5 separate regions of the Mus musculus genome follow, and regions 1, 2, 3 and 4 are each linked to region 5. The links are chromatin contacts, called in public HiChIP or PLAC-seq maps. All regions are on one chromosome and are shown on one strand. Each heading gives the region's core, a stretch centred on a gene start, on an enhancer-like site or on the middle of the called end of the contact. The rest is flanking DNA. Distances are from core to core; before and after follow the strand shown.

Region 1 (4,624 bases), core at 1,712-4,211, 310 kb after region 5:
ATGGCTTGAAGCATAAAGGAAAATACTCATAGATAATGTGCAAAACTGGCCAATTTTATATAAGAGATCCAACAACCACAGATTCTTATACATGTAGGGGCCTGGGTCCAGTCTTTTGCGGATACTAAAGTATAGCACGGAGAAAGACTGGCTTTTTAAAAGTTATATTTTAAAATGAGAAGACCCAAAATCATGAGATCAAAGTCTCTCAGGAGGATTTTGTGAATATTGTGCAGAAAAACATCGGCATTGTACAAAATGTAGACAAGAGCAAGAAAGGGTCTTTCAGGGTTAGGGGGAAAGGGAGCTACCCATCACTATGAGGAGCTACCCATCACTATGAGGAGTGACCCATCACTATGAGGAGCTACCCATCACTATGAGGAGTGACCCATCACTATGAGGAGCTACCCATCACTATGAGGAGTGACCCATCACTATGAGGAGCTACCCATCACTATGAGGAACTACCCATCACTATGAGGAGTTACCTATCACTATGAGGAGCTACCCATCACTATGAGGAGCTATGAGGAGTTACCCATCACTATGAAGTGCTGTGGGTAGTTACCCATTGCTATGAGGAACTATAAGGAGTTACCCATCACTATGAGGAGCTACCCATCACTATGAGGAACTACCCATCACTATGAGGCGTTACCTATCACTATGAGGAGCTACCCATCACTATGAGGAGCTATGAGGAGTTACCCATCACTATGAAGTGCTGTGGGTAGTTACCCATTGCTATGAGGAACTATAAGGAGTTACCCATCACTATGAGGAGCTACCCATCACTATGAGGAGTTACCCATCACTATGAGGAGTTACCCATCACTATGAGGAGTTACCCATCACTATGAGGAGTTACCCATCACTATGAGGAGCTATGGGGAGTTACCCATCACTATGTGGAACTATGAGGAGTTGCCTATCACTATGAAGTGCTATGAGAAGTTACCCATCACTATGAGGTGCTATGAGGAGTGACCTATCACTATGAAATGCTATGAGGGGCTATCCATCACTATGAGGTGCTATGGGGATTTACCCATCACTATAAGGAGTTACCCATCACTATGAGGAGTTACCCATCACTATGAGGAGTTACCCATCACTATGAGGAACTATGGAGAGTTACCTATCACTATGAAGTGCTATGAGGAGTTACCTATCACTGTGAGCTACTGTGGGGAGTTACCATAGCTTTGGGGAGCTACCCATCACTATGAGGGGTTACCCATCACTATGAGGGGTTACCCATCACTATGAGGAGGTACCCATCACTATGAAGTGCTGTGGGGAGTTACCCATCACTATGAGGAACTATGGGGAGTTACCCATCACTGTGCAGGGGTATGAGGAGTTGCCTATCACTATGAAGTGCTATGAGGAGTTACTGATGACTATGAGGCGCTATGAGGAGTTACCCATCACTATGAAGTGCTATGGGGAGTTACTCATCACTAGGAGGTGATCACAATTGAGACATAGGGTAGTAAAAGGCCAACAAATAAACAGAGATCAGTGGGTTAGAAGTGAGTTTAGATGTAAAGTCATAGAATAAGTAAAAGGTTATATATAAGAACACAGGGAGTTAGAAAGCTGGGGAATCTCGTTTAGTCACACCAAAATGAGAAAGGGAAAGATATGCGAGATGAATTGGATTCTCTTTACACATGTGCCAAAAAAAATAATTCTAGGTAAATTAAAATTTTAATGTTAAAAGTGAAAAATGTGATTTTATTAAAAATATAGATTTTATGACAACTGAATACAAAATTGTCAATAAGTAACAAAATACTAAGAAATAATTCATACATGAAAATTTAATCTGCTTGTTTTATCATTAAGTTTTTTATTAGCATGCAAAATAATGAAGTCCACAGTGACATTTCCATGAGGGCACCATCCTAAACAGTCCCCCTTCTACTCTGCCATTTGCATGTTTCACAATCTCTGTTGCATGTGTGAGAACAAACGTGCGATATTTAGCTTTCTGACTGTGGCTTGTTTTACTTAACATGATGTCCAGTTCCTCCACAATTATGCAAATGACTTCGTTTTGTTCTTTATGGCTGAATAACTCTCTAGTGTATATGTGTGTTAGGAGTTTTGAAGAAAGCTCAAGGCATGAAGGCATCTTCCATTCAAAGGTGGAGAATGAAGGGGCACTCCTTCCCCTAGCAATAGGAAAGAGCCTAACGTAGGTAGGTGGCCTTCAAATTGGGTTCTAGAGAACAGGACCAGTCTGGGTAGCCTAACAAATCTTGTGACCTTGATGACACAGTGAGAAGAGAGGGCTGAGCTGGCAAGAAGGACCAATGGCAGGAGGCTTTGTATGCCACATGGGGAACTTGGATGGGGGACCTCCTGAGTCACCTTGATTGTAAATCAGCAGAGATGTTGCTAGATTTCCAAAAATCTAAGAAACACCCAATGTAACTTAGAGGGATTGACTCCTATCTGGGTTCCATGAGTGATAGAGCCTAATGACAATGAGGAGGATAACTTAGAGGGATTGACTCCTATCTGGATCCCATGAGTGGCAGAGCCTAATGACAATGGGGAGGAGGAGGGTGACTCTGAAGAAGTGTTGGTATCAGGACCACCGAAACCCATGACATCCCATAGGCAGAACCCAAACACCTATTGCCAAGGCAACAGCCACTATTTTCCCAGAATCCACTTGGCTCAACTCCCACCTTTACCCATGATTACAACATCACCCATATATAAAGAAAGCCCCCCCCCCCGATCTCTCCCTTTCTCTTTTCCCCTTCTCTTTCTGCTACCACCTTGCCCTTCTCTCTTTCTCTCCCAATAAACCTCACATGGAACCGTAGTCCTTTTGAAGCCGTGAGACGGTCAAGATCATAACAAGAAGAGCAATATTTCCCAACAAGGCTGTATTCTTCTCCAGTTTTCCTTCCTCTTTCTGTTACTGGGGGAGGGGGTATGTAAGTGCTAGGCACTGGAGTTAGCAGGCCAATGAAGGGAGAAAAGGGAAAGGGACACAATCATGCTGTCTGCCACAGTCTGAACTGGAATGGGAGGCCTCACCTTAAAATCTATTTTATGGGGGGCCCGGTGCCACAGACCTGAAATCCAGCTATCAGGGAGGCCAAAGCAGACAGATCACAAGTTCCAAACCAGCGGTTTAGCAAGATTCTGTCTCAAATTTTTTAACTCAAAAGTCTAGGAAGATGTTGCTCAATGATAGAGAACTTGCCTTCCATGTACAAGATCCTAGGTTCAATCCCCAAGTTCTTTTCTGTGGAATCAGAAATTTAATCTTAAAGGGACCCGGAGACCACACAGAACCTCTTGTGTGATTTAGCACAGCAAAGCAGACTCATGAACAAGTCTGAGCCTGTCCTGCCCTGGATCAGGAACACTGGGGGTGGAGAGTCTGCTGAGGGCAGGCTCAGGTGCAGAGCACCTGCAGGGAGGGGGCCCTCTCCCGACTGGCAGGATGCTGACTTCACTCAAGGGCACCTGGGAGTCTGGGAGTAAGATGACAGCAGTGGACAGGCTTTTGGCAGGAAGGCACCAGGTGGAGCCAGCACAGCCATGTGAAAAGGCCTCTGAGTCAAGGCCCAGCCAACAGAGGCCTTGCCAAAGCCAACTGGGAAAGCTCCTCCCTCAGGTAACACCCACACACCCTGATACCCAAGGCTCAGGTGCCCAAGGGGACTTCAGAACAAAGAAAGCACCCGATACAAGCTAGCAGCTGAGAGGACTCTGAGCACTTTGGGATAAAGGCACAGTTCAAAAACACTATTTGGTCATCTTACTTATAATTAAATTCTACAAGTCAAGTCTTGAAAGACATTTATAGCACCCTCACTTGTTTAGGTCAGCTGCCCAGAAAGGGGAAAAATAGACTTGGACATTTTTCATTTTATGCAAGAAATAGCTAATCCACATGTCATGTCTACTGTCTACATTGTCCCTATTTTAAGGGTGTCCTTTGGGGCTCAGGTATATTAAAATGCTACCCAGAGCCTAAAAGCTCAACATAGTAGAAAGTAGACTTGTTTTAGCTTTGGAGGGCTCCTGGCCAACTGGACGCTTCCACCCACTATGAAGTAATGTGATTGGTCAAGTAGCTGGCAGATGATCAGGTCAGCAAAGTAATGGTCCTCCATGGCAGACTCACAGTAGAGCTTGAAGAAAGGATGCCAAGAGGACCTGCATGGATCCCTGCAATTCTTGGTCTATTTCTGGGTTTAATGTGTGCATCAGGACAGTTCTGTTCACTGACTTTGCTTTGCTCCTCCTCAGGGTGGGGCCTGAGTAAAAATGTTCCCCCTTGGCTAGCTTGGGAGACAGCTCTGTGGAAAATGCCTTGAGCAAGCAGATTGAAGCTAAGTGTCAGAGTGAGGCCATAGTTTCTGTGAAGCAGTTACCAGTGCTGTTCTTGTTTTGTGCTCCTGTGAATAGTCCAAAGCCAGCAGATTGGCTTTGTGGATGGGGCAGGGAGAGTCACACCAGTAGATGACTGGCTTTGTGGATGGAGCAGGGAGAGTCACACCAGCAGATGACTGGCTTTGTGGATGGGGCAGGGAGAGTCACACCAGCAGATGACTGGCTTTGTGGATGGGGCAGGGAGAGTCACACC
Region 2 (4,462 bases), core at 974-3,473, 280 kb after region 5:
GTGTTTCTCTGTGTCAGCTAACTTTCCAGGGCTGTGACTAAAATATTCAAAAGAGAACAACTTAGGAGGACTTCCCTACTGTAGCTTGTGTAATTTCTGGGAGCGATGCTAACAGACATCTTCAGGCAGCAAGGACAGAGTAAAGGACACCACCCAAGTCTTGCTTGGCAGAGCAATGGATATATGGGGCTTATAGGTGTATGCATGAGTGGGTGCTTTCAGAAGCATGAATGGAAGGTCACTTACAGGAACGTGGGTGACACAGAGGCAGCTGCATTATCCCCAAGCCCACCCCAGCATGGGCAAGAGCTGCCTGTACAACCTGCAGGCAGCCCCAGGAAAAGTCTCTCCTCCATAGCAATTGTTACTGCTTGTGTAATATCAGGAGGGGGGGGGGCTTTGGAACACTGTACCTTCCAGGATTCTTTTGAGCATCCCTCCTCCCTCTAAGGAAGAAAGGTTTAAATTCAGAGGAAGTTGCTACACAGCAGGGCTCACAGTTTGAAGAAGGCCATCCACAGCTTTTCCTTCTATTGATTCAGGACCTATGATGAGGCAGAATGTCACAAGGCAGGAGCATGTGCCAGAGGCTACTCATCTCTGGGAGGACAGAAAGCAGAGAGATGGAATCCAGGAAGCAGCCAGGGCAAGATACATCCCCTAAGCGTATACTAGGCCTCATTTCCTACCTTCTGCCATCTTCTGTTGATACTATCAAGTTATTAATGCATCAAAGGATGAACCCATTGATTGGATCGGAGCTTTCAGAATCCAATCAATTTCCCAAAGCCCACTGGCTGATAACCAATGGGCTTTAACAAATGGTCTGGGAAGGACACTTCATGCTCACACCATTGGCTGTGACCCTCAACAGAGGCAGCTACTGCTAGATGCATTTATGTTGCCTTCCTAGTGGTCTGTGAACCTACAAAAGCCATTGCTTCATTTATCTGTGTCCTCCCCATTTATAAGTAGATGTTCAGTTAATGCCCAGGAGCTGAAGACACCTGAAGGAAGCAGAACTAGACCCTTATCAGGAACATTTGGAATTCTTTGTAATGTGCTGATGGCTTTGGTCAGATATAGATATTATGTTTGGGGTCCTACTCCAAAGACACTCCACCTCAGAAAGGTGCCACTTAGCCAAGAGAATTTCATCTTTTACTAATTGGAATAAGACAGGAAAACAATGTGGGCAGATGAATGTTAATAATAGGTCAAACTGGAGGAAATGCCAAGGGGATGGGTAATGAATACCCTGTGTCACTCATGAGAGTCAAACCTGCCAGACATGGCACTCATCGGTATTGCAACGCTTGCCTCCGCCTGTGCACACAAGGCCATGTTGGTCTCTTCCTTCTCTCTGCCCAGGTTGCCACCCTGTCCCTGCATCCACACCTCCTCCCACCCTCCAACAGAGCTGTGTTTTCCTTTGTTAGCTCCTCCCACATGAGTTTCAGATAAATTCTAGTCCCTTTGGGAGCATCCACATGACCTAGGTTTTCCTCTATGTACACTTCTGAATTCTGATAAAACTCTAAGAGAGCAACAAACCTGAACAAAAGGAGAAAGAGCAAAACATATTCCAGGAGCCGTTCACACTGACCCACTCCATCTTGTAACAAAACCAAAAGTCCTATGGCAGCAGGGGCAGGCGGAGGGGCAGCAGAGGGGCAGGGGGGAAGGGCAGGGACAGGGACAGGGGCAGGGGCAGGGACGGGGGAGGGGCAGGGGCAGAGTGACTGGGGCTGCTCACTCATAGTGGAATCTCTTGGCAGTGGTATTAGTCTGAAGGAAGCTGGGGCAAGAAGTTAGGCGTTAATTCTGCTAACTCCCCATGTGAACATCTGATCTCTTAGCAACTTTGGCCTTAGTGGGCTGGCTTTGGGCTTTCACCTTTTCTTCCTGTCACCAGCTGTGTAACCAGAAACTGGTTTTGCCTTGGCTAATGTAAACAAAGGCTTAAAACCGGAGCATTTTGAAGAGGGGAAGGAAATGAAGCTTCCTGAAGTTCGAGGCTGCTCACCCAGAGGAAACGGGAATTAAATAAAGTGAAAGGTATTTCTCAGAGAAGCTGCTGTGTCCTTGTCGCCTCAGGCTGGGCCTGCAGAGACTAAAAAGAACTAGGTACATTCTCCCAGGGGCTCCTCTAGCAGAGCTCAGGCACTTATCTAGGCTATGTGGAAGGTCACTGAACCTCCAGAACCACCGTTTGCCTTAATCCCCACTTCTGAAAGCCCGCCCAGGCTAAGCATGGGCTGAAATGTCTGCTACTCCAGGGTAGCCGCCCAAGTACACTCTAGGTCTTCAGTAGACTGGCTTTAGGTGTGTGCCCCAGGGAAATTCTGACTTCATCCCTGGCCCTGCCCTTAGCTCTCTCAGGTTTCTAGGAAGCAGTCCCCTTGGCTGGCTGTGAGATCTCTACAGCAGGCAACATGGTGCTAAGACTTCTTTAATGACCTTACAAATGCAGCCCAGACCTACCTCCTTTCACCTGCTCCCTGTCAGGGGCCATGCCAAGTTCACTGGCTCCCTGAGCCTGTGCTAAGAATAGTTCTGAGGTGAGCCCAAGAGTACTTGCTCATTCTGACCTGGAATACTATATCATCTTCCTAAGAAGTATATTTACTTCTTCTGGGTTTTTTTTTTTTTTCCTAGTAAAGATTAATTTGCCAAAATCATTCTTTGATAGCACACATATATGAACACACACACACACACACACACACATATCCCCTATTCCATTTTAATAAGTCATGTGTATCCTTCCCTATCTATCTATCTATCTATCTATCCATCCATTTATCTATTATGTTTCTTCATATAAACACATATAATCATATAAGTATGCATGGCTATATTCACATGTTTGTATATGTAAGTTGCTCTTCTCTTGCTCTTTTCTCTGCAACATTAACCTCTCTGTCCTCTTCCGTTAGCCTTCTTTCTTCTTATGTGGGCTCTTGAGGGCAGTTGAAGGGATCTATACTTGTGAGGTTTAGATCCTAAACAGTGACCTCTGACCTCACAAAGCTCTCAGCTCAGCAGCCATTTCACCAGCCCCTTGGTCAGCAGCCTTTCCACTTCCCAGGGGACTTGCTGCCATCCTCTAACCCTGTGCCCTGTCCATCCCTACCTAGGGCCACCTTTCATTTGACTGGCTGGGGGACAGCTTTGACCTCAGTCAGCAGGTATAACACCGCAGCGCAGGCTGGGCAGCCTAACTGCCGGGGACTGACTTCACACAGCACTCCAGATCTGAAAATTCATTCCTAATGTGGCTTTCTCACAGCTACCTTAACACCTTGTCCTCAAACAACAGAGTGGAGAGGGCTCTGGTCTCTTCCTCTTCCGGAAAGAGCATACATCTCATCATGGGGTCACATCCTATGACTATAAAATCTAATGAACTCCCCAAGGCTCCACCTCTAGAAACTACTGTATTGTGGATCAAGACATTGACATGTAAACTTGGGGAAACAGAAATGTCCACACAGCTCCTGCTTCAAACTCCTCCACCATCCATCAGGACTGCAGGGTCCTTGGTGGACACAGTAGCCTTCCACACCTCTCCTCCCTTCTAACTAACTCCAGCCATCTGTCCTGCCCGAGCCTCTGCTGGCACCCTTAATCCTATAACGCTTGGTGCTGCTTTCTTTACCAGCCTTTCTGACTCTGTCTACTTGAGCTGTTCCCAGCTTACCTGTCAGTGTCAGTGTACAGGACTCTCAGGGACCGAGCAGTTGCTTATGTTGTCATCTGCCACCACCTGCAGATAAAAAGGTCTGCCTGCCATGCTAGCTCTCTGTCTGTCTGTCTGTCTCTTTGACTCTGTCTGTGTCTCTGTGTCTGTCTCTGTCTTTCTCTGTCTGTCTCTCTCTCCCCTGCTTCCTTCTCTCTCTCCCTGAACCCTACCCCGCCTATTCTCTCTGCCCTCATGGCTCTCTAGCTGCTCTCTGTCTCCGTCTCCGTCTCTGTCCCTGTCCCTCTCCATTCCTTCTCTCTCTCCCTGAATCCTACCCCTGCCCATTCTCTCTGCCTTCACGGATCCCTGTCTGTCTGCCTCTATCCCTCCCCTCAGGTCCTCACCCCCCACCCCTCCAGTACCACCCTTTTGCACCAGATCTATTGCATAATGTAATTTCTCAGGGCTATTCCTTGTCATGGGCTGTCCAAAGATGCCCCCTCATTGCATTATATTTATTAATAGCTGGGCTCCAGTCTGTTCCTCCACAGCTCTGCTGGCCTATCTTGCCTGCCTGTCCTGCTGTCTTTTCAGCCCTTTTACTTGCCTTGGTTTTCTGAATACTAGTCTTCTCTGTGCTCCCCTTCCTCCTATGCTTAGCCGTTAACCTTTACTCTAAAACTGAGCCTGCTCCCACACCAAAGACTGACCACAAGCACCAAGACACCTTCCGATCCATTCAGGACCGGGAGAGGGGGCGGGTAGGCATGTGCAGTA
Region 3 (4,393 bases), core at 620-3,119, 330 kb after region 5:
ATCCCATTACAGATGGTTGTGAGCCACCATGTGGTTGCTAGGAATTGAACTTAGGACCTCTGGAAGAGCAGTCAGTGCTCTAAACTTCTGAGCCATCTCTCCAGCCCCAAGAACTGTTGTTTGGTTTGGGATTAGGACAGAATTTCCAACAGTGTCTGAAATGGCCCTAAAGGTGCTTCTGCCATTTTGTTCTATGTGTTTATGGGAAGTGACATTCTCAGTATTGGTGATTATAAAATCAAAGTAACAATCAGCTCCAAAAAAACGTTGAAGAAGCAACTTACCCTGCAGTATCCAGTATCCAGCTGTGACTTGATTCTTTATGCAAACTAAACAAGCATCTCAGTAACGTGCAAACTTGCTTGAATGCTTATTTTAATAAGCAGTAAAATTGTATGCATACCAAAGAATTGTTTTAAAGTAAATTGTTTTCTTTATGATTGCTCATCAGCAAATACTTGATTTGTCTACCCATTCTATTTATTTCTATACCCAGCCACATAAACATTCTTTAGGTGAAAGGGCAGTCACAAGTGGAAAACTTTTAAGAAGCCTCAATTTAAGTGTATACTAGGCTGGGGTATACACCACGCAGACCACTGTAGGTGGCAGATGTCATTAAGTCCCCAAAGATCTATGGGTGCAGTTGGTTGAGGCAAGTACATCATATAGGAATAAGAAGGGGAAATATTGGTTGTAAGACATCCTAGCTGCACTCCAGAAATCAAATTTCTAGCTTGGGTGAGAGGGAGCTCCCCATAATGACACTGAGGTGGAAAAGGGCAGTAGGGGTGGGAAGATGTCGAAGAGGGACCAGCATGCATTCCAGTTGGCCTTGGATAGACATCACTGTCTTATGTCCACTCTAGATATCTCATTGGCCAATGTATAATGAAGGACAGTGGACCAGGTAGCCTGGGTGACAGCAGCTCCTGGGATGCTCTCAAGTTCAGTGTTACTAGCCTTGATCGCCCACTGTTGCGATCACTGCAGGGACGGTTTATGCCATGGCCTGGCCAGGGAGGTCAGAATGAAGTTACCAAGGGACAGGTGGCTTCTCTATTCTCTTCTTTAGACTCTTGGAGGTTGGGTCTGGTTTTAAGCCCCTCTGCACTGCCAGACACCCTTTCTGTTTTTATTTCTTGTATACTGGTGCTGAGGACACTCAGGGCCAAACACATTCCACACCAGCTGCTCCACTGCACTGTGCGTCCAGTGCTCTTGACTCTTCAAACTGCAGCCCTCCCCATGGACCATAACCACACCCCTCCCCATGGACCATAACCACACCCCCTCCCCATGGACCATAACCACACCCCCTCCCCATGGACCATAACCACACCCCTTCTCCCCATGGACCATAACCATACCCCTTCTCCCCATGGACCATAACCACACCCCTTCTCCCCATGGACCATAACCACACCCCTCCCCGTGGACCATAACCACACCCCCTCTCCCCATGGACCATGCCAGCAGTGCAGCTTTGCTGAAGACCTTTTCCTTCTGAAAATAAAACTCTAGAAACCAGGCAGCAAGATTTATAATAAAGGATCTCCCTTCTCTGGCAAGAATGTTCCGAGCCTCCCAAGTTCTCTCCTCGGAGGCAACCTCTGACCACCCCTCCCCCTCCACTACCCATACCTGTTCCAGAATTTTCTTTTTAACAAATTGATCTTTTATATATTCCTGAGCCCACCATGGAGGTTCTTTCCCATCAGGCTCCCAAACATGCCCAGTATTAATTCCACCCACAAAGTAAGATCCTTGTAGCCATCAAAACCCATGCTCCCTACTACAGCATATTTTAAAAAGTAGTTGTACAGGGCTGGTGATGGCTCCGTGGTTAAGAACAATTGCTGCCCTTGCAGAGGTCTGGGCAATGACTCACAGCACCCACAAAATGCCTCACAACCGTTTGTAACTCTAGTTCCAGGGGTATCTGATGCCCTCCTCTGAATTCAGTGATGCATATACATACATGTGGGCAAGACATTCGTATGCATAAAATAAGTACACCTAGTGTTTAAACATAACTAACATGAGTTTTGCTTTCCCTTTTGAGTAATGGCCACCTATACAAGCACATACACAATTGCTTTTCTGATCTGTGTTCCCTAATCTCTTCCAGCAAAGATAATCATGATTAACCAATTGCTTGTATTTTCTTCCAGAATATTATTACATGCATCAAATATAGACTAAATAAAGTAAAATATTCTTTTGCATTCACTCACAAGATCAAATGCTATATGAGTCACACCCCTTCCTATATCAACTCTTTTAAAACGTAGTAATAGACTGTAGGAGCGTTCCCATGGCAATCGGTAAGAGCCTCTGGCTGCTTTCTATAGCTGAACACTCAGTCTCATGGATGCAGTCTGATCCAGCCAACTTTCCCTGTCATGCATCAGACAGTAAATATTTTAGGACCCACGAGGTCAGAGAGTCTCTGTGGAAAGTATTCAGTCCACTTATACAAGAATGCAGAGATAATATGCAAAAAAGGAACATGACAAAGTTCCAATAAGATTTATTTATGAACAATGAAAGAATTTTCCAGAAAGCTCTTGAATCATGGAAATAGCATTTTCTTTTTGATTTTTAAAAACTATTTTAAAATGTTAAAATCTGGGCATGGCATCTCATGCTGTTGTAATCCCTGCACTCAGGAAGCTGAGTCAGGGGAATCACCTTAAGTTTCAGGTCAGACTGGCTACAGAGTGGGACCCTGGCTCAGCCCTCTTCCCCACAACATGTTAAAACTCTTCATGGTCGGAAAATGCTACAAAGCCAGGCAAAGGGCCAGATTTGGCTTCTTGGTGATAGGATGCCGGTCCTTAGCTTATCCAACCAGTCCTCTGTTAATGAGAATCAGATGGCTTGGGAACTTTGCTGCAATGGGCACTTCTCTTGCATACAGATGCTTGTCGGACAAGCTCCAAGAAAAGGGATTGCTGGACCTGGAGGCCTGTATGGTTCTTATTTGCTAGAGGTGAGTAGTGGCTGTGCTGATGTGTCCACCAGCAGGGCACAGAAAAGCCTGTGTCTTCACAGCCACCTGCAGCTGCAGACCCAGGTAATTGCTAGTCTGAGAGGTTAAGGCCGAGGTGCCCACGGTTGTCTACATGTTACTTATGAAGATATCACCATCTTTTTACACATTCAGATGTTACGTACATTTCATCTATTTCTTTCCTTTCTTGTTTCTTATTCCTTGTTTCTAATTTTGAGGCAGGCTCTTGCCCAGCCTGGTTTCACACTCACAATCCCCTTGCCTTAGCCCCTTGAGTGTTGGAATTATATCCACCATGCCTTCTTCTGTGCACAAATGTTTATTGGTCTTTTCTTTTGATATTGTTTTAACCTTTATTTTTATTTTCTTTCACTGCTCTCTGCTTATGGCTCTTACTTTATCATCCTACAGTTTTTTTAAATTTCATTTTAGTGAAAATATAATTACATCATTCCTCCCTTCTCTTTCCTCCCTCCAACTCCTCTCATGTCCTCTCCCTCCAACCTTTCTCATGACCCCCTTACATTCCCAAGTTTAGAGCTTCTTTTTCTTTATTCTTCTCCCACCTCTCTCTCTCTCTCTCTCTCTCTCTCTCTCTCTCTCTCTCTCACACACACACACACACACACACACACACACACACGCACACAAATGTGTAGTACATACATGCACACACACACAGCTGCATGCACATACACAGATGTGTGCATGTACACACACACACACACACACATACACACACAACCTGCTGGTTCCATTCACTGTTGCGTGTATGATTTCTGGACTGATCATTTGGTATTGGATTATTAACTGAGGACTCATTCAGAGTGAAGACCATAGCCTGGTCTGGCTTCAAATGTGTACTGCTCCTTCGTCAGCCTCTCTCCGGCTGGGATGCCCAGCACCCGGTTCTGGCCATCTCTTTTATACATGCTGTTCTTTGTGCCTGGAACAGAATGCAGAGCACTTACTTGCCCATTGCTCATGTCTCCATCTCCAGCTGGCAGCACTGAGCTGGGCACAGAGAAGGTCTCTCTCAGCTTCATTAACTGAATAGATGAGTGACTAGTTCTTTGACCCACCTCCCACCTACAGTCGTTGTAACAAAGAAGACATGGGTAAAGCATGCAGTGTGAGTTGTTGAACAGTAAAGTCCTGGTGCCAAGAAGCAGCAACGGATGGGAAGTCTGGCATGTATTTGTGAGGGAATGAGGTGAGGAGGACTCTAGGAGTGGTGTGCCCGAGAATGGCCAATCAAAACTTTGACTGTAGACTCTACACTGGAGTAAAACATCACCCAATCAGAACTGTTTTCCATTTGCATGGTGACAATCGAAACCAGAGAGAAAACAGGTTCTATATAAAAATAACTCTTCC
Region 4 (4,773 bases), core at 286-2,785, 350 kb after region 5:
CACTGTTTCTTTCATGCTGGCCAGCCCAGCTGTGTGCTACCCATCAACCCCTCAGACATTGTTCTGAGCATCACTGAAAGTGAGCTGCCATTTGTTTTCTTGTGGGAATTTTATGGCAAAACAGAGAAAACACAGTTTTGAAGTGTTTTACTCCTATTGTTTTATATGCATAGATGTTTTGCTTGTATACCATGTGCATGTCTGCATGGTACCCAGCAGACGCTAGAAGGGGACACTTAATTCCATGGATCTGGAGTTACAGATAGCTGTAAGCCATCATGTGGCTGCTGAGAATTGAACTTGGATCCTCTCGAAGAGCAACAAGTGCTCTTAATCCCTAACCATCTTTCTAGCCCTGAAAATATCTTTAATTTTCCCCACAACGTTATGTGTCTGAATGTTTTGCCTGCATGTATGTTTGTGTACTACATGCATACCTGGTCCTCATGGAGGCTAGAAGAGGGCATTGGATCCCCTGGAACTGGAGTTACAAATGGTTGTGAGCTGCCAAGTGGGTACTAGAACCGAACCTTGGCCCTGTACAAGAGCAGCAATGGCTCTTAACTATCGAGTCATCTCTTTAACTCACCTTGCCCTCCTAAAGTCTTTTGATTTTTGTCTTTTCTTTTAGTTTCACCTAGTCTGTAGTCATGGTGTTCCGAAAACATGGTCAGGCGTTGGTGGTGGTTGTTTGGGGTGTGTGTGTGTGTGTGTGTGTGTGTGTGTGCGCAGGTATTTTGTTCTGTTTTGAGACATGTAGCCCAAGCTGGCTTCAAACTCACTGTGTAACTGAGGATGACCCCGAATTCTTGATTCTGCCTCTGGCTCCCAAGTGCTGGGATTCCATGCTTGCCATACTCAGCTGACATCATGAGACATCACCACATTCTAACTGAGCATGGACTGGGATATCCTTCTATGTGTCCTGTCCCCTTGCCTTTCAAACACTCCCACCACCCAGGACTCTAGGAGAGGGCCCAAAGGAAGATTCAGAAAAATAGATCCTATTCATGCCTCAGAACCCCTTATCCCGAAAGGCTTGAGAACAGCCTGGGAGACCATGACCTCTAAAACCTTCAAAGAGATGAGCAAGGCCACTCCCAGGAAACAATACAACAAACTAGATCCTGTCAAAGATGTGAGGGGATTTCCTTGACTGTCATGTTGTTGGGAAGCACATAGGTCACAGGGTACCCACTGTCACTGGTACCATCTCACCCTGTACCAGTGAGAATCTAGTCAACACCATGTATACCCAAAGCTTTGACACCCCCCACACACACCTACACCCACACACACTTCTATCTGTTTTATTAACATCTTGAGATTTCTATGAAGTAGAAATACAGAGTATTCTGACAGCTGGGCTCCCCCTCCTTGCTGGAAAGAGATGACTGGCTTTTTAAGGGGTGGGATCCTTGTTTGGTGTGGCATCCCTGGTTGGGAGGGGCAGCTAAAGTAAGCCAGAGTCCAGGGAACAAAGCTGGCACAGCCACCTGATGGCTGAATGCCAAATCCACCTTTCCAGATATGCCACCTCAGCAGGCCCTGGTGAGTAACTCCACTCCTGGAACAATGGCTGTCTGTGTGTAAAGGGCCCGAATATGAACTGGGCTCTCACTGCCTGCCATGTTCACAAGTGATGAGTCAACTGGAGTTGAGTGGGGACCTCAGCAGGAGATTAGGTCAGACACATGAAAACCAAACAAAACCAAACAGCGAGAGTGTCTCCAACTGACCTGGTAAGCGGAGAGTATGACGGAGCTCCCATAGGAAGGTGAGGGGGGACTGTCATCAACTGGTCCAGTGTGAAGAACAGGATACAATAAGAAATATAGCCACTTGGCGTTAGATTCTCAAAGCAAGTCCTCCAGACTTCCTTCTGACCCTCCCCCACTCTTTGCACCAATATGCCATAAGACTGGGTCCACACCCAGCCGTCTGGAGAGACACAGTAACTGCCCACAGCCACAGTCCCACTCTCCTTCATCCAGTTTCACAGGAAGTTTTGTGTCTTCTACTTTGGGCTGCCTGCAAACTGAGTGTCAAGCAAACATGTCAGGCATAGGTGACTTTGAATTCTGGGCAATCTATCCTGATTGGCCCTTTCCCTCACCTAATGATATTCTATCTTTGTGTTTCACTAATGCACTATGATCCACATCTAATCCTTTAAGGAATGAGGTGGGGTAAGAACAAATAGATAAGTCATTAAGCTGACCTCAGAGTGAAATTCAAACAACCCATGAGTCTTCTGTATTCCCACCCAGCAGGGGCGGTGGAGACAATGGTCTCTTCTTCCTGCAGAAGGGCAGAAAAGCAAGAGTGCAGAGCTGCCCTGGGGGTAGTATTCTCCAGCCTTCTCATGAGTACTTCAAGTGTTCATTTATTCATTGTAAGCTTAGATTTTTCAAAACCTACTTTAATCAGAGTTCTTAAATGCTTTAACCTCCTTTCTAGTCCACCACCCACCAGAGGCAGTGGAAAGGACAGGTTAGTAGGGCAAAAGGGGGATGTAGACCTGTTTAGAAATTGTCTTGGGGCGATTCCAATCTTTACTGTCAGGATACCAGCAGTTCAGTTCACAGGAATCAGCAGCAGTAGCTTGATCCACTTGCAAACACCAGCAATGGCAGCTTGGTTCAGTAGAAACCACAAGGCTCTGCCAATTGGCCCTAGATCTGAGGAAGTGGCAAGAGGCTGCTGGAATATCACAAGAAGTTTTTGGTACATTCCTCTCTACAAAGTCATGACAAACAATAATTAATAAAGAAGGCAAGGCGAACCAACACCACACAGCATCATCTACTGCCTGTTGGGTTATATGTATACCCTTTCCAAACATCATGTGTCCTCTCAAGTGTCTACTCCAGCAAAATGTCACATGCCCTTTTCCCAGGCAGCTTCTCAGCAAAACATCTTCTCACATGTCTGGTTCAGCAAAATATACTCTCATAAGAAAGTTTTCAGAAAAACATCACATGACACAAAAGAAACTCAAAATTTCCACTTCAATTCATTCATTCATTCATTCATTCATTCATTCAGACTCAACAAGCATACACTGAACACATGCTATCTGTTAGAAGCTGGGTGACCTAGGCAAGTGCCGTCCTCTCAATGAATTGGCACCATAGTGGTGGTGGTAGGGGTAGAATGAAGAACAGCAATCACATAAGCCACATGATTTCAGATAAAGCAAATAAATGGGTTGAGAATGACTCACATTATCTATAAGCTTAATACTGTAGGTGTGAAGGATGGAGGATCACAAGTTCAAAGCCAGTTCCAGGCTCAGCAGGGCCACACAGTTTCAAAATAGCAAAAGAAGACAAGGAGGATGAGGAGGAAAGGGGGAAGAGAGAAAGAAAACTAAAAGTAAGCAAACATAGTTGGTGGAATCTCTAGGGGGTCATATTTGAACAAAAGTCTGAACACAGGGAAGAGATGACCGAAAAGAAGATATTGCCAAAGGCCCTGTGGTAGGAATATGCTTGATATATTCTGAATATGGTTAAGAAGGCTCCAGAACTTGGCTGGAACACAACAGATGACAGGAGTCTGGAGGAAGATCAGGGAATAAGAAGCCTAGATCATATAGGGATGCATATTCCATGAGGAAGAGTAAGATGTTATGAATAGCATGGGGAGCTGATGATGCCTTACAGCTCACTGTAGAGAAAGAGATCTCTGACCCTGTGGAATAAGAAGTCATCCAGCCACTGCTGTGGTGAGGGTTAAAGATGCTAGCCTGGATTATGATGCTGGTGAAGGAGATCTAGTACTACCCACTTTCAGTAAGGAAATTAACTAATTAAACTACTATTATATAGGGGAAATCTGTCTTAGGATCAATGAAATATAGTCATCAGGGAATAGAAGCTCAAAGCTTTACCCTCAATCAAGCATGTAAAGAAATGAAGGACAACTCTATAGCTTGGTCTGAGCACTGACTGAAGTGAAGAGACCAGGAGGTGCAGCTTTGGGGACAAGCAGGAAGCACACTAGGAGTGAGAGGTGTATATTCCCCACATGCTGTGTTTCAGCTGACCATCAGACACCCAGGCAGCTCAGCCTACTAGAGTTGGACATAAGATCCTGGAGCTCAGTAAGGAAGGGGCTGGGTGTATAATTTGAGGGACTTTGCACTGAGATGGCTGGTTGCCATGAAACAGGATGTCATCTTTCTTTTTCTCTCTTCTGGAACCCCAGGGTTAGGTTCACTTTTCCAGAGGAGGTGTAGCAGCATCTATTTACCCCAGACAGGGCAGCATCCAGAGCAAGGAAACAGTGCCACCCATGTCCAGTCAGTGCCACCCATGTCGGTGGACAAGTGAGTTAACAGGGTTTGCTTCCTGGAGCACAGTGATGGGTTCCTACAGGGGAAAAGGTAGGAGATTCCTGCAAGGAAGCAGGTAAGGGGTTTTAACAGGGAAGCTGGTGAGAGGTTCCTACAGGGAAGCAGGTGAGGGGTTCCTACAGAGAATGGGTTAGACGTTCTCACTGGAGCACGGGGGAGGGGTTTCTACAGGAGCATGGGGGAGCAGGGCAGGATTCCTATATTAGCTCATGTGAGAGTGTCCTGGTTAATTTTTATTATCTTATTTGACACAGCCTGTAAGAGGGAAACTTAGCTGAAAATTTTGCCAGATCAGACTGGTCTGTCACCTTGCTTGTGAGAGGCTATAATGATTAATGGTTAACTGGTGTGGGAGAACCCAGCCCACTGTGGGCAGCACTATGCCTAGGCAGGTGCTGGACTGTATAGTAAAG
Region 5 (4,491 bases), core at 1,374-3,873:
AATAGATACACACAAGAATCTAAACAATTCCAGTACCCAGCTCATCCCTACACCCAATGTTCACTTTACATAAGCACATCGCAGGTCTTGTGCCAAGTGTCCTGGAGATTCAAGTTTCTACCCTTCAGACTTCTTCCTCTGGTTTCTGCTTTGTTGAGACAAGCAGGAAGTATGCCAACAATGACCTGTAAGGTCCTTTCCAATTCTATATTCCAGTATTATCAAAAATTCTTCTCCAACTTTTCATTGGCTGACCCTTACCTCACCAATACTCTTAAGACCAAAGTGACTCATGCTTCTTGTCTTCCTCCACATACAGTCTATCAGTTGTTTACAATATTTTTTTTCTGAGATTGGGATCTTACTCCCTGGCCCAATTTTTATATATATATGTATATATATATGTGTGTGTGTGTGTGTGTGTGTGTGTGTATGTATATATATGTATATATGTATGTATGTATATTGACTTTAAAATAATTTTTCAAAAAGCTATAATTTCACATCATTTATGTGAAAGACTCACATTAAGTAAATAAATTTAAAAAGTAGATTAACGCTTCATGGAGAACAGTAGGGGTGAGGCAAAAAATTAGGAGAAGAGAAGGGTTGAGAAGAGGGTGTTCACAATAATATATGGGGATGATCACATAGGAAATACAACCAACTGCACTGGTCATCGCTGGTGGAGAGTCCCTTTCTTACAGTCACAAGGCATTGGATTAAAACTTCAGCAGAGCTTACTTAACAAGGTAAAACCAAAATACCACTGGGTTAAAATGGGTGAACTTTACAGTATGTTAACTCCACAAAGCTGTTTTTAAAAAGAGTAGGGGAAAAAAGTTAATAGTTAATTAAGAATAGGTTCTGCAAATTGTCCTTTCATGGTTTATATAAGATCTAATTGTAATAAAAATTCTTATTCAGAAATATAATTTAGCTTTTCCAGAACACAAATACATGCAAATTTAATCCTCTGTTCCTAGTAAACTCTAGATAACTTTGCCAGTTATAATTTTGAAAACAATGAAAAACATTTTAGAAAGCCAAATGCTGTAGCAGCAATACCACAAGAACAAATTATATGAGTGTCAACAACAACACACGGATAGTGTGTACAGTTTTACTGTGAACAGACTGGTACTTATAGTAACAGTTCTAAGGTTGCCAGAACACAGTTTAAAACTAGCCAAAAGACAATACAAAAGTTAGCATCTAACATCCTAAACTACAACTATCAAGTACAAAGTGACCAATTTTACCTAATGATAATTAGTGTAGAGCACCAATACCCACTTCTAGGAAACCCAACTCACTGTACTACATACAGTCAGACATATCCTATCATTACATCTGTTCCAGCCAAACTGCTAGGGAGTCAAATAGTTTTCCAATTAGAGCTCCCATTTATAAAACTCAATGCCCATCAAGACCTGCAGCATAAGTTATCACCTTCTTCTCCATATACCACAAACAGCGTATCATAATATCCCCTGCCCGCTGAACATGTATTAAGACTGACCTGAGTTTGAGAACCCGAAATTAAATCAATTAGAAAACAGAAGTAGCCCAATTTAATTCTTCGAAAGTAAAAGACGTCTCTATAAGGACCAAAAACCAAACTTGGTTAAAAAGGTATTTTAAGAAACACTTTGTAACTCTAATAGGCCAAAATTCTTTAAAAAAAAAAAAAAAAAAGTCACCCTAAGCCATACACGGACAGGCCAAGTAGCTAATTATAATGGTCAGGCAAAAGTTCCCAGACAACCCACAGGGAACAGGGAAGGCCTGTCTTTGTATCCCTGCAGACAGCAGTTAGCAAAACTGAAAGAAATAAAATAATTTAAACTACAATGCAAAACTGCACAATGCCGAGTTCTTCTTTGGTTTAGTATTCTCGGGCGGGGGGGTGGGGGGGCGGTGTTTTTATTCTAGAAGGCTCCAAGAGGGGTTCAGGCCTGGCTGAAAGGAGACAGGGAAAGTTTGGGCTCCGCGTCTACAAGGACTGATGGAAGTTGCTGGTCCCGGATTCCGGAGAGGGGCGAGGGGACTGGGGCGGCACCTGCGGACGCCGGCCGGGGCTGGGGCACAGCTGCCGGCCCGGATCCTGGGAGTGCCGAGAAGGAAGTGGTGGTGGCGGGGAGGATGAAGCTTCGGCTCGGTCACCGGCTCCGAAACTCTGTCAGCTCCAAGCCCCGAGGAGACGGAGGGGGTGGGGTCCCGCCGCCCCGCCGGTCACCGGGTCGGGGGAGGGTGGCCGCGAAGCGCGGGCCCGGCACCTACCTGCGGTCCCGGGCGGCAGCCCCAGACGAGGCCTAGTGCACCGCCGCCTCCATCCCTCCACGTCGCGCCGAGACTGCTGCTCCGCGGCCGCCGCCGCCCTGCGCGCCGGGTCCGAGCCCGGTTCCCGCCTCCGCCCCGCGCCTGCTGGCCGGCGGGCCCGGGAGCACAGGGCCGCCCTCTCGAGCCCAGCGCCGCTCGGGGGCAGAGCGGCCGCGGCGGGCCCCTCACGTCTCGCCCGGGTGTCCTGTCAGCCAGCAGTCTCCCCCGGGTCCGCAGCGCCGCCTCCGCCGCTGCTGCCGCCGCCTCTCCCACATCCCCGGCCTCCAGGGGAGCCGCCGCCGCGCCGCGACCACCGCCCCCGGCGCCTCAGCTCCCCACGCCGCCGCCCGCCTCACGCCACCGGCCCGGCGCGGCTGGGTCCGCGGAGAGCGTGCAGCAGGCCGCCGCCGCCGCCAGGCCGCCGCAGCCCCCAGCCCACAATCCACCGCGGCGTCGCCGGGGCGGGAGGGCCGCGGCCAGACCGGGAGTCGCCGCGCAGCTCCGACAGGGCCTGGCGCGGCCGCCGCAGAGCTAGCGACCCCAGAGCGGGGACGACCCCGCGTGGCTGCCCCGTGCCTCCCCCTGTCGTCCTCGTAAAGGCAGGAGTCGTCTCGGATCTGCGCTCCAGCTCGCACGGTTCCCCCCCCCCGCCCAGGTTGTCCAAAGAAGCCGAGCGTTGCCTTCCGCCTTCCCTGGCGAGCGGGCGGGAGCGGACCCCTCGCCCCCCAGACCAACTGACTCCCGGCCGCTTACACCCACTAAAGCCCTAGCTTCCGCCTGCCCTGACTCCCTCAGCCCCTCATAGTAAACAAACATGGCTCCGTCTCCAAAATTAATGCCTTTCAAAGGTGAAAGGTCAACTCCAGATACCCCACTGGCCTCCAGCACTTAAGGCCTTTTGAGGCTACCCTGTCCCCCCAGTTCCTGGCTTCCAATCACCTGTCACATTTCTCAGGCGCATAAGTCAGTTGTCCCTGCCCTTTAAAAATCTGAAAAACTTGGGTGTGTGTGCTTATTATTAAAATCTATTTGTGATTCCTAACAGCATTTCCAATTAGGCTGAGTTCAGAGAGAATTGTGATCTTACTAGTAAAATTACCATCTGCAAGATAGGGTGTCTTAGACTACAATATGTTTATAAGTCTCCAATCACCTTTGGTTGATTCAGGAGTCTTGAGACTCAGAGCCACCAAGGTCTGGAAAAATAAGAAAAAAAGTCTTAATTACTTGAGGGTCTTTCTTAACTTTATGAAGATTTTATTCCATTTTGGAACTGTTTAGCCTACAAATAAGTTTCATGCATTTCAAAAGTCTGTTTTACAAAGCAAAAGTGAAAATGTAACTCAGTAGTTAACTGGAAAAAGAAACTGATGCAAGTCTTGGTCTTAGTAAGTCATTGAAAATTGCTAACAGCTTTTGTTAATTTACTCACCAAAAAGGTATGGTTGGTCAGGCAGTGGTGGCGCATGCCTTTAATCCTAGCACTTGGGAGGCAGAGGCAGGCAGATTTCTGAGTTTTGAGGCCAGCCTGGCCAGCCTGGTCTACAGAGTTCCAGGGCAGCCAGGGCTACACAGAGAAGCCCTGTCTAAAAAAAAAAAAAAAAAAAAAAAACAAGAAAAAAAAAAAAAGGTATGGTTGAAGGACAGAAAGGACACAGAGAAAGGAAAACACAAAAGATTAGCCAAAAGAAAAGTCCTGCGCTATATTTTTCTGAATTCAACTCTTTACAATGGAGCCAGGCACAATGGAGCAGTCCTGTAATCCCAGCATTTTGGAGTAGAGACTTGAGGATCAGGAGTTCAAAGCCACCCTCAGAGTCCACATGGGACACTCAAGGCCTGCCTGGGTAATGTGAGACTATCTCAAAAAGAAAAGAGGAAAAAAAAAAAAAAAACTCTACAATAAAGAGGGTAAGAATACATCCAACAAATAATAAATACATGTTCTAGTTTGCTTCTCCATTGCTGTGGTAAAACACCAAGACCAAAAACAACTTGAAGAGAAAAGGGTTTATTTCTTCTCTCAACTCCGAGGTCATAGTGTCACTGAGGGAAGTCAGAGCAAAGAGTCAACCGGAAACAGAGACCTGAGAACACTATTGCTGCCTGGCTTCTATCCCAGAGCTTGCTCTGCTTGCTTTTTTATCCCACTCAGGACCATTTGCACCA

The links. HiChIP or PLAC-seq counts read pairs in DNA pulled down with a chosen protein or histone mark.
Region 1: a contact with region 5 is called in an H3K4me3 HiChIP or PLAC-seq map of bone marrow-derived macrophages, with 4 times the contacts expected there. The contact joins the enhancer-like site here to the promoter of Vps54 in region 5. A contact is called at or near these places in 3 of 484 Hi-C or Micro-C datasets (Th1 cells, embryonic fibroblasts and reprogramming fibroblasts), 5 of 115 datasets of contacts at active chromatin or transcription factors (the NIH/3T3 cell line, bone marrow-derived macrophages, cardiomyocytes and 2 more) and 2 of 9 other capture datasets (adipose tissue and embryonic stem cells).
Region 2: a contact with region 5 is called in an H3K27ac HiChIP or PLAC-seq map of epiblast stem cells, with 4 times the contacts expected there. The contact joins the enhancer-like site here to the promoter of Vps54 in region 5. A contact is called at or near these places in 8 of 115 datasets of contacts at active chromatin or transcription factors (acute myeloid leukemia, bone marrow-derived dendritic cells, bone marrow-derived macrophages and 5 more) and 1 of 9 other capture datasets (liver).
Region 3: a contact with region 5 is called in an H3K27ac HiChIP or PLAC-seq map of the NIH/3T3 cell line, with 7 times the contacts expected there. The contact joins the enhancer-like site here to the promoter of Vps54 in region 5. A contact is called at or near these places in 2 of 15 datasets of contacts at CTCF or cohesin (the NIH/3T3 cell line and pro-B cells), 9 of 484 Hi-C or Micro-C datasets (B cells, the N1E-115 cell line, bone marrow-derived macrophages and 6 more), 15 of 115 datasets of contacts at active chromatin or transcription factors (CD8 T cells, the NIH/3T3 cell line, astrocytes and 11 more) and 3 of 9 other capture datasets (adipose tissue, embryonic stem cells and liver).
Region 4: a contact with region 5 is called in a FOXA1 HiChIP or PLAC-seq map of pancreatic cancer cells. The contact joins the enhancer-like site here to the promoter of Vps54 in region 5. A contact is called at or near these places in 6 of 115 datasets of contacts at active chromatin or transcription factors (CD8 T cells, embryonic limb bud, embryonic stem cells and 3 more).

The regions. Positions count from the first base shown.
Region 1 is chr11:20,929,123-20,933,746 of GRCm38.p6, reverse strand. All of the region lies in intron 1 of Gm32293 (a long non-coding RNA gene), which reads right to left. Among named protein-coding and RNA genes, the nearest start is that of Gm46273, 14 kb to the right of the region's middle. Within about 2 kb of position 2,961, at least 20 of the 459 cell types and tissues checked have an H3K27ac peak or open chromatin away from gene starts, as enhancers often do. A contact at or near this core is called in bone marrow-derived macrophages, where this site is marked.
Region 2 is chr11:20,955,917-20,960,378 of GRCm38.p6, reverse strand. The region is part of intron 6 of Gm32293 (a long non-coding RNA gene); the gene reads right to left. Among named protein-coding and RNA genes, the nearest start is that of Gm46273, 41 kb to the right of the region's middle. Within about 2 kb of position 2,223, at least 72 of the 459 cell types and tissues checked have an H3K27ac peak or open chromatin away from gene starts, as enhancers often do. A contact at or near this core is called in bone marrow-derived macrophages, embryonic stem cells, epiblast stem cells and 2 more, where this site is marked.
Region 3 is chr11:20,906,632-20,911,024 of GRCm38.p6, reverse strand. No RefSeq gene overlaps it. Among named protein-coding and RNA genes, the nearest start is that of Gm32293, 8.5 kb to the left of the region's middle. Within about 2 kb of position 1,869, at least 27 of the 459 cell types and tissues checked have an H3K27ac peak or open chromatin away from gene starts, as enhancers often do. A contact at or near this core is called in the NIH/3T3 cell line and embryonic fibroblasts, where this site is marked.
Region 4 is chr11:20,884,018-20,888,790 of GRCm38.p6, reverse strand. No RefSeq gene overlaps it. Among named protein-coding and RNA genes, the nearest start is that of Gm39608, 12 kb to the left of the region's middle. Within about 2 kb of position 1,535, at least 32 of the 459 cell types and tissues checked have an H3K27ac peak or open chromatin away from gene starts, as enhancers often do. A contact at or near this core is called in pancreatic cancer cells, where this site is marked.
Region 5 is chr11:21,237,164-21,241,654 of GRCm38.p6, reverse strand. It overlaps Vps54 (VPS54 GARP complex subunit), which reads right to left and starts at 2,623. Exons shown (of 23, transcript NM_139061.5): 1 at 2,284-2,623.